Regions from separate parts of the Mus musculus genome. Here region 2 is linked to region 1. A link is a contact called in public HiChIP or PLAC-seq data. All regions are on one chromosome and are shown on one strand. The core of a region is the stretch at or near the end of the contact, and the rest is flanking DNA. Distances in the headings are between cores, read along the strand shown.

Evidence for each region. HiChIP or PLAC-seq counts read pairs in DNA pulled down with a chosen protein or histone mark.
Region 2: a contact with region 1 is called in an H3K27ac HiChIP or PLAC-seq map of embryonic stem cells, with 2.1 times the contacts expected there. The contact joins two enhancer-like sites. A contact is called at or near these places in 1 of 39 promoter capture datasets (cranial neural crest), 2 of 115 datasets of contacts at active chromatin or transcription factors (both in embryonic stem cells) and 1 of 9 other capture datasets (liver).

Annotation. Positions count from the first base shown.
Region 1 is chr7:4,121,480-4,126,508 of GRCm38.p6, reverse strand. Ttyh1 (tweety family member 1) reads right to left here. Exons shown (of 14, transcript NM_021324.6): 2 at 3,854-4,032; 3 at 1,778-1,889; 4 at 766-986. D030047H15Rik (RIKEN cDNA D030047H15 gene) reads left to right here. Exons shown (of 3, transcript NR_033548.1): 3 at 1-169. Among named protein-coding and RNA genes, the nearest start is that of 9430041J12Rik, 3.3 kb to the right of the region's middle. Within about 2 kb of position 1,983, at least 147 of the 459 cell types and tissues checked have an H3K27ac peak or open chromatin away from gene starts, as enhancers often do. A contact at or near this core is called in embryonic stem cells, where this site is marked.
Region 2 is chr7:4,700,759-4,705,787 of GRCm38.p6, reverse strand. Brsk1 (BR serine/threonine kinase 1) reads right to left here. Exons shown (of 19, transcript NM_001003920.3): 8 at 1,514-1,660; 9 at 1,073-1,104; 10 at 550-720. Among named protein-coding and RNA genes, the nearest start is that of Brsk1, 12 kb to the right of the region's middle. Within about 2 kb of position 3,132, at least 17 of the 459 cell types and tissues checked have an H3K27ac peak or open chromatin away from gene starts, as enhancers often do. A contact at or near this core is called in embryonic stem cells, where this site is marked.

The DNA.
Region 1 (5,029 bases), core at 734-3,233:
AGTTTTCAATCCTTTTACTGAGTCTCTGGAGCAGTTGAGATTACAGGCCTATATTCCCAGGCCTGGCTTTGTGGGCCTATTTTATATTGCTCTCCCAGCTGAGAAGACCCACTCCTACGCGGGATTTCCTGTGTTATCCACACTGCTTGATATATCTGTATTTTCCTGGCATTGTCTCATCTGTCATTGTTATTAACTAACTCTCCACAATCCATTTTGAGCTATGCATGACAGGACTCTAAAGTGGGAACACTGAAACGCAGGGATGGAAAGAAACTCGTTTAAGGACCTACAAATACAGAGTGGCCTCCTGAAGCGGAGGTCCCCAATCCCGTGCACACCGTCTCTCACCAGACGAGTTGCACGATGAACACAGGTGCCCCCAGAATCATCTAGCAGGTAGGATTACTACTAGGGTTAGTCCAGGAGCAACTGTGTGGAATGGTGATGTACCTGCTGAATGAATCATTTAAGGAATGGCTGAGTGAGTAAATGAATGAAAGAGTGGTCGTGACAGGGTATGTAACTATGAGGGTGGGCCCTCAACTACTTGGTCATTGCTGAGTATATCAGCCTTGCTTTACAATCACAGAGGGGCTGGCCTATAGGATGATGGGCAGCATCCTGTCTCCACCCACCAGGAGCCAGCCAGTAGCTTCTCATTCAACCAGTGGGACAAATTAAACTGTTCAGATACTAACCCACATCCCTCAGGATCTAGAGACCGCAGTGCTTAAAAAATAAATAGGGAAATCCTTCTCCCACCTGTACTCCTCCACGAAAGTCACATCTTCAGCCACCTGTACGGGGCTCAGGGACACTCCTTGCCAGAAGGCCAGTCCTTGCAGGTACTGAGCAGCAGCTTCAGCCTGCCTTCGGGCTCCCCTGGTGGCAGCCACCAGCTCCATGCGGACTGACAGCACTTCCTCCAGGGTGGTCAGCTCCGTCTTCACTGCCTCACCCAGCCTCTCCACCGTTTCCAGCACCTGGGGAGATGACATTGTCTCACCTCTGGGGTGGTGGTTACCGGAAGCCTAGGGTTGTGGACGAGGGATAAAGTCTGGGGTGGGGCAGGGGGTGGTGAAGCAGGATTAAGGAGCGCCAGGTGCCTGAGATCTGGAGTCTGGGGCTTCTGGAGACTGAGGAGACCGTGAGTGAAGGTGGGAGGTTCCCAGATCTTGTCAGGAGCTCTAGTTGGTCAGGGGGCTTGAGCCTAAGGTAAAGATTCTAATCCCAGAGTTGAAATTAGGTCAAAATGGAAGGGGTTGGGGGACCTAAGGTCTGAAATCTGCATCTGCCTTTTTGAGGTTGGGGTCTGAAGTCTGACTAGTAGGTACTGAAGTTCAAGGTTGGAAGTGGGCTGCACCTTAGCCCTGAGCTCTGGAATCCTGGGTACATAAAAGCTCACAGTGGGGTGGGGGGCGGGGAGTTCCTGAACTTGCATCTGAGCCAAGGACAGGGTCTGTAGCTTTGGATCTGGCCTGAGGGCAGGAGCTGGTTTCCTTAATGCTTGGACTGTAACCCGCAGTGCAGGCCTGGGGCTGGATGTGAGTCTTCAGTCTGAATGCGGATCCAGCTCCGGTTTGCAGGGTTGGGGTTGAACATATGGCCCAATGTCTGCAGGTCTGAGTCTGCAGCTCTGCATTCGGGGATTAAGTTTTTGGTCTGAAATCTGCTTTGATTTGGCTGCTTTTGGTCTCCAGTGGGGGACCACATTCCCATATGAAGACCAACTGGGGCATGAGTCTGCAGTCTGGTCAGTGGCTGGCTCTCTCACCACGTCATCGATGGTGCTGAGCGTGTGGTTGGCGTGCAGCAGTGCTGAGCTGAGCTGGGACACCCCATCGCTGGTCTCGCTGTTACCATAGAAACCAATGCCAATGCCGGCACTGAAGGGAAAGGAAGAAGAAATACCAACCAGTCTCAGACCCTGGAGGGTGTCACCATGCCTCTACACACATACCCATCCTCCCAGCTTCTTCATTTGCCTATCTGATCTCTGCATCCACCCTATTGGTTCATCCTCCGTGGGAAAAAGAACAGCACGAGGTTTGCCTCCACCAGTTGCCAAGGTAACCTGAAGACCTCACTCCCCCTGCTGGAGAGACGTCATTGTGATGCTAATGGTGGGTGGAGTGGTGGAAAAGACAGAGCCCCCAGATTTAACTCACACCTCCCCAGAGTGGAACCCTGGTTTTTGCCTAGCTAGCCCTGGATTAAAGGTTATCAATCAGTCCTAATAGTGATCAGCTCACAAACAACTCCCACATCCTTTGCAAAGACATTCAGCATTTACAGCCTTGTCTTAGGAATCATTAGGCCAAGTGCTGTCTCTTCTAGCCCAGGTGTTCCTTACCCCTTCCTCCTAAATGCCCTAGACCCTATTCTTTTGTAAAAGACATTGTGCCCAGAGCTCTAAGCCTTCCCCTATGATGCCCAGGGATCCAGGCATCCAGCCAGCTGGAAGAGACTGAGAGAATGTGGGAGGGAGGGCTGGAGAGGCCAGGCCAAGAGCTGGGCCCTGTCTCTGCCCAGCCAACACACAGACTCCATTGTGGAGCTTGAATATGGGGACCCACTTTCCTCCATTAGTCTGTACTCCACACTGGAGGGGGCGAGAGCCTGATGCCCTCACAGTTCCCAGCCTTGGGCTACACAGGCCCCACCTCATCCCTTGGATGGGAGCCTACTGCCCTTGCCCCATTGTTCAGGACCCTACAAAGCTCCTCTTGTTCCTAGGCTCTGAGGGGGCTGGGGCTGTGCCTCACCCCCACTGGGCCTTTTTCAACATCCCACCCCCATCCACCCCCATTCTGGAGAGCCTGATGAGAAAAAAAATCTTGGCTATAGGGCGCCCAACCCCCATATACTCCCAAACACACACCCTCTTCTTCCTACAATGAGGAAGAGTGGCCCACAGCCCAGACTGGGGTGAGAGTGCTCCAGGACATAACCCCCAGCTGGCTGGAGGGGACACCAGATTTCTAAAGTAGTCCTGCTGGCCATGTATGAGGTCCCCACTAGGTCTCAGCCCCTTAACTAACTATGACCCGGTAGGGGCTGGACTCAGAGCCAGAAATCTCAGTGTCAAGTTCGGGGTAACTCCTAGGGAGCAAGCACATTGGGAGCCCTGGATGGTTCTTATACCATGAGTCTGACTCTCCGCTTGCCTCTTAAACCATATAGGCTTGCAAAGTCATGTTTCTCCCTTCCTGACGATCCTCATTCAGGACCAGGTGTGGCAATCTTGAGCCCAGCTCTCATCACGAGAAGGACCCAGACCCAGCTTTAGTGTGGGCTGAGTGGGTGCTACTGGTGGTGACCCTCTACGGTCTGTTTCCCTGATTGGCACTCTGGCTGAAATCACAGAGTGCTTTCTGTGGCGTGTTCAGTGCCTGGCACAGAGTAGTTATGTTCAGTTGTTGAACTGATGAGTTGATGAGTGAGCGAATGAATGAGTTTGATCAGTGTTAACACTCATAGGGGACATCCAGGCACTGTGCACTCTCTAGTCTATTCTCACTGTAACTAGGGTATGCGTAGTGCCGCAAACCACGCGCTATAGATGGAGAAACTGAAGTCTAGAGAGTATCTCACGCCTCTAGATAGAACCGCGGGCCAATGAGAGAACCACTGAGATCTCCAAGCCTAGTAGGCTTTCTTTTCTCCTCCCAGGCAGGCTGCTTCACACCCCTCAAACCTCTCTATCCCCCACTCACAGGGCAGGCAGGCACTCTTAGTGCCTAGCGGTTCTCCCTCCTAACTCTGGGCTCATACCCCCAAGGTCTCTAGAAAAAGACAGCGAGTATAGGAATCTCTGTCCCCGCCCCCACCCACCCTGGGGCCCCATTACCAGCCCACGAGAAGGGCAGCAATGCAGCTCCAGGTGACGCAACCTCCTCCGGGTGGGGGACTCTTGGCCCCATGGGGTTCTGGAGGCCTGCAGCAGCAGAAGCGGATGAGGTAGACAGCGATGAAGATGAGGCTCAGGCCTAAACCAAGCCCAGCCAAGGCTGCCACCAGCAGCAGGGCCTGAGGAAGAGGTGTTGAGAAGCCTCAGAGGGCACTTCCATGTCCCAGACAAGAAGTTCCTTCTCAGCTGCATGGCAATTGAAATGAAACATGCCCCAAGGACTTGCTGCTGCTCTCTGAACTGTATGGGAATAAGGGGCAGGAAGGCCCCCGTGTCTGTATTTCGGGAGAACAGGAGAGGCAGCCTCCTTTACCCCTCTCTCCCTCCTGCTACTGAGCTCACACACCCACTGCAACTGAGTTTGTCACCCCAGGGCTGGGGATGGAAACAGGGATGCTGTGACAGCGTGTGTGTGTGTGTGTGTGTGTGTGTGTGTGTGTGTGTGTGTGTGTGAGAGAGAGAGAGAGAGAGAGAGAGAGAGAGAGAGAGTCAAGGCCCAGGGATGGAGATAGGGAAGGGAGACTGATGAGCAAAAGAGATGACGATGCAGACAGAAAGAGGCAGCCAAGGAAACAAGAGAGAGATATGGAGATAAGACACACAAAACATCAGAAGGATTAAATCAGAGATCGAGGAGAGAGACAGACAGAGATGAAGAGACAAAGAGGGGCATATACAGAACTATAGAAAAAGCAGACAGGGCGGAATGTGTAGCGAGACCCACAGGGTAGAGGAAAGGAAAGGTAGGCAGAAGGGATGTTTACAGCTCGAAACACCTTGTGGAACAGGGCGGCTCTGATCTAGGTGTGATAGTGCATGCCTGTAACCCCAGCATTCTGGCAGCTGAGGTGAGAAAACGGCCACACTTTCAGGCTAGACCAATCAATACACAAACTCCAGCCAGCCCCGACTAGAGAGTGAGGCCATGCTTCAGATAAACTATACTATAGTGGACTCTGCATATGGTAGGGTCTTTCAGAAGACCTGTGTCTCATGTCTTCTCATAGGCCCAGGGCTGGACACAGTTGTCCTAGAGTTACACAGCAGAGTAATGGAAGTGTGAGATCTAGAATCACAACCCTGCAGTCCCAGGGGCCACTGTCCTTAAACGGTGGC
Region 2 (5,029 bases), core at 1,883-4,382, 580 kb before region 1:
GTTTGTGTCTCAATGAGACCTCCCTCCCTCCCTTCGCTGCTGTGGATCTTTGAGCTCAGGCCACCTAACAGATCTGCCCCCATATCCAACGGTACAAGTCCAGACCTTCTTCCTTGGACCAAGGAATCCAGACCCCAGCCCTTCTCCTTTAAACTTTCGAGTTCAGACCTCACCCCTCCCACCACAGTCCCCCAAGTGAAAGCCCCTAGCCTTCCTCCCTCAGACACAGGTGTTCAGGTCTTATTTCTCTTTTTTGGACCCAAAATGCCATTTTTTCCCACAAGCCAACATAGTTGGCTTCCTATGTTCAGTGTTCGTCACAACTTAAGCACTTATTAAGTTCTACGTAATGAAGACACCATTCACGCCCATCTCAGCTTTAATGCTTTCTTTCTCTGAGCATTTCCAGATTATTCCCGTGCACCAGCACTAAAGTTTGTCAGATCCATAAAACTGGATGCGGCACGCCCCCTTCAGGCTTTCTAGGGAACTGCCACAACCCATTCAATGAAGTGGGGCGCCGGTGAAAAGGATTTTGGGAGCTCTTACTCCTCGCTTCGCAGTTCTCTGTGCAGCCGCTCGCGGTCTCTGAAGCAGCCCAGAGACGCCATGCTTTCCAGAACGTCAGGGTCCAGCTCGCCATTGGAAGGCAGGCTACGCATGGCTACTCTGCGGCCTGGGGCTGGCTCCAGGCAAGGGTCTGGTTCGTGTTTCCCGCCCCTGGAATAGTAGAGAAACGCTTATCTTCCTAGTGTTACGTCCTATGCCCAGACTCCTCATCCCAGGATCTGGAGAGTCTGGGTCCCCATCTTCCTCAGACTGAGGGTGTCCAGACCCTAGTTCTTCAAACTCTGACTCAAAGAGTCCGGAGCCCTCCTCCCTCTAGACTCCACACCCTCCCTTTCTTTAGCTTTGTCCTCCTCTGCCCATACTCTGAAGTTTGAGACGGTAGGTCCCTCCATCCCATCCCACCCATCAGGAATATGGCACCCCACCCTCCACCTTTCTATTCTGACCCGGGTGCCCTACCTCCTCCCGCAGGTACCCAACTGTTCAATTCCCTCCTACTCACAGATACCAAGGATGTTTCTGAATTTGCTCCAGCTGTGAAGGGGTGGGTCACAGAGAAGCAGAAATTAGGTCACATACAATAGCTAGCAAGCAGTAACATAAAATTGATTAGCATTGGCTCCGGGAGGTCACTGACCCATCCCGAAGCAGGGTGACATCATGTCTTCCCCTGGTGGCGGTCAAGCACCTGCAGATTGACCATTTTTAAACCCAGGTAGCAGTTTACTGCACGCCAAGTGCCAGCCTTTCAACCCCCGCCAATCCCTCAATGCGCCGCCCTCAAGGGTCCTTGGTCCAACTTGGGAATGATTCTAAGTTTTAGGTTTTGCTGGACCTTGGGCTTGTGGCTTAACCAGCAAACTCATCCAATGGCAGGCTTTACAGGCAGCCCTCCAGGAACTCTCTGGAACCACTTCACCTCTGCCAGCCCCTCGCTGCTTACACTGAGCCTTTTCTCGGGCTCCACTTCAATCATCCCTCTCAGGAGGCTCTGGCAGTCTGGAGGGATGAAGTGAGGCATGTGGAAGACCCCACGTTTCACCTTCTCCAGTAGCTGGCGCAGGTTGTCGTCATCGAAGGGCAGTGCCCCCTGTGCAAGACATCATCAAGAGCCTCAGGTCAGTGATTCTCAACCTGGCGTGGCAGCTCTTGGCGGGGGTGGGGGTGGGGGTGGTGGTGTTATAGACATGCACCACCAGGCCCAGTTCATGTAGTTTGGGGGATGGAACCAGAGGCTTCATGTGTCCTGGACAAGCAATCTACCAAGTGAGCTACATCGTTGTCTCTTTCCTTACGGCAGTGGTTCTCAAGCTGTGGGTCATGGCCCCTTTGACAGGTTAAATGACCCTCACACAGGGGTCGTCTAACACCATCAGAAAACACAGACATTTACACCACGGTTCGTAAGAGTAGTGAAATCACAGTTATGAAGTAGCAACCAAAACAACTTTATGGTCGGGAGTCACCACAACATGAGGAACGGAATAAAGGGCCACAGTGTCAGGAAGGTTTCGAGCCTTCCTTAGGTGGAGCTTAACACTGTCCAGGTGATGGGCTGGAGAGATGGCTCAGTGGTTAAGAGACTGCTCTTTAGAGAGGTCCTGAGTTCAATTCCCAGCAACCACATGGTCCATCTGTAATGGGACCCAACGCCCTCTTCTGGAGTGTCTGAAGATAACTACCGTGTACTCATATACATATAATAAATCTTTAAAAAAAAAAGATTGAGAGTTGGGTTGGATACTTACTGTCCACACCTATATAGGGCTGGAGATGTAGCTCAGCCAGTGGGGCGCTTGCCTAACTTCCAGGAAGCCCAGGGTCCCACCCCCAGCACCACTGGTGTCACAGGCCTACACCCCACACTCGGGAGGTGGAGGCCGGAGGCTCAGAAGTTCAAGGTCATTTTCGGTTACATATTGAGCTTTGAGGCCAGCCTGGGTGATGCGACACACTGCCACAAACAAAACTACATTAAAACAAAACAAAAATACATCAAAACTAAAATAAGCCTCTCTCTAAACTCTTCGTGCACACCTTCAATCTCAGCACTCGGGAGGCAGAGGCAGGTTGACCTTTATGAGTTTGAGGCCAGCCTGGTCTACAGAGCAAGTTCTAGGACAGCCAAGGTTACCAGTGAGACCCTGTCTCAAACAAACAAACTATAAAGAGGGCCTGGTGCAGCAGTGCACGCCTTTAATCCTAGAACTTGGTTAGACATGGCAGGCAACCTCTGTTGGCTGGAGGCCAGCCTGGTCTACAAACAAAGGCCCTGTCTGAAACAAACACCAAACAAAAACAAACAAAGGAAGAAAGAGAGAGAGACAGAGACAGAGACAGAGAGACAGAGAGCGAAAAAAGGAAAGAAGGAAAGAAAGAGAGAAACTGGCTGGGGCTGTGGTTCAGTTGGCAGTAGAGCGCTTTTCTACTAAGCACATGCAGCAAGCTGTGCAGAATTCTCAGCACTGCAGATACGGGACGTGGACCTGAGTCCTGGAACCCTAGCCCTGGGAGGGAGGCAGGAGAAGCAAGGAGATCAGATGCTCATCTCCAGTTACATAATGAGGTCAAGGCCAGCCTGGGACATATGAGAACCTGTCTCAAATAGGCCCGTGACATGACATGTAACCCAGGCATGTGCCGCCAAGCCTCTGTACCAGAGCTGATCCCTGGGACCCACGTGGTGTGGTGAAGGGAAGGATTGCCGCCTGCTAGCTGTCCTCTGACCTCAAGCATGCCTTGAATACGCTTGCCAGCACACCCCCTCCATGAATACGTAAATAAACATAACAAAGGGAATAAGAGAATAAAAGGAGAAACGGGGGTCGGGTGGGGAATACAGGTGGAATGGGCTGATGTAATGTTCAGGATTGGGACAGAGTAAGAAGGGGGTCTGGTCTGACATAAGGAATTAGAGGAGGGCTCTTGGGAGAGATGAGTCTGAGGGCTTTCCCAAATGTTTTAAACGGTTGACCCTGGTATCTAAGGGGCATGGACAGAATGCAGGGTGAAGGTAGATGGGGAGGGCACCTTCTGACTGGTCTTGGAGTCAGACAGCCTGCCTTTGGCTCTGGTGCCTGATGGCACTGGCAGTGAGCCTCAGCTTATCGCCTCTGTGTAAGGGATGTGAGGATTCTATTGGGAAAGGCTATGGGACAGATTAAAAATATCAGCCACAGCACAGCTGGTCCTCATTACTCTCGGAAGTCCAATTTTATATAATCACTGTGATCAGTGAGTTAGTGAGTCCTGGAATAGGGAGGTCTTGCTTCTGTTAGAAACCAGCTAGGTTCCTTCTACCCTCTGGCCACAACAAAAGCCACACAACAAAAACTGACACATCAAGGTCAGTTCTTACTCTAAGTTGTTTGTAATGTGATGGTTTTTTTTTTTTTTGTTTGTTTTGTTTTTTGAGACAGGGTTTCTCTGTATAACCCTGGCTGTCCTGGAACTCACTTTGTAGACCAGGCTGGCCTCGAACCCAGAAATCTGCCTGCCCCTGCCTTCCAAGTGCTGGGATTAAAGGTGTGCACCACCACTGCCCGGCTGTACTGTGTTTTTTGTTGCTTATCTGTTTGCAGTACTGGAGGGGAACCTGGGATCTTGTATTTAATTTAAACCTTCACAATTGTTGGTACTGTAATTATCCACATGTAATTATTCGGTTCACATATAATTACTTGATTAGGAGGATTGAGGCCTACACAAAGGGAGCGATTTACTTGTCCAGCATGAGGAAGCAGAGATTTGAACTCTATCCTTTCCCTACTGATGACAGAAAGCTGAGCGTTGGCTCTGGAGATCTAACCCAGTGGGTAGAGAGCTTGCCTAGCATACACGAAGCCCTGGGTTCAACTTCCAGCATGGTATCTTTAATCCCAGCATTCGGGAGACAGAGGCAGGGGAAATCTGAGGTCAAGACCAGCCAGGTCTACAGAATGAGTTCCAGGATACCCAGGGCTATACAGAGAAACCCTGGCTCAAAACCAAAGACAAACCAACCGATCATCAAGCAAAAAAACCCAAAAACCACAAAAAAAAAAAAAAAAACCCAAACCCCCCAAAACCAAATTGGGTCTGGAGAAATGGTTACTCATCAGCTCTAAGTGCTCTCAGTCCTTGCTGCTCTCTCTCGCAGGGATCTGGGCTTGCTCCGCAGAATCCACATGCTGTCCTCATAACTGCCCACGATTCCGGATGCAGGGCATTCAGACACCTTTTCTTGCACCCGCAGGCACCAGGCAAGCACACAGTTCACAGATACATGCAGGCAAAACACTCATACACAGGAAAAAAATCTTAAAAAGAAACAAACATGCTCAGGGGGCTGGAGAGATGGCTCAGTGGTTAAGAACACTGAGTGCTTTTCCAGGGGACCCAAGTTCAGTTTCCAGCACCTACACAAGGAGGCTTATAACTCCCTCTAACTCCAGCTTCAGGGGATCTGACACCCTCTTTT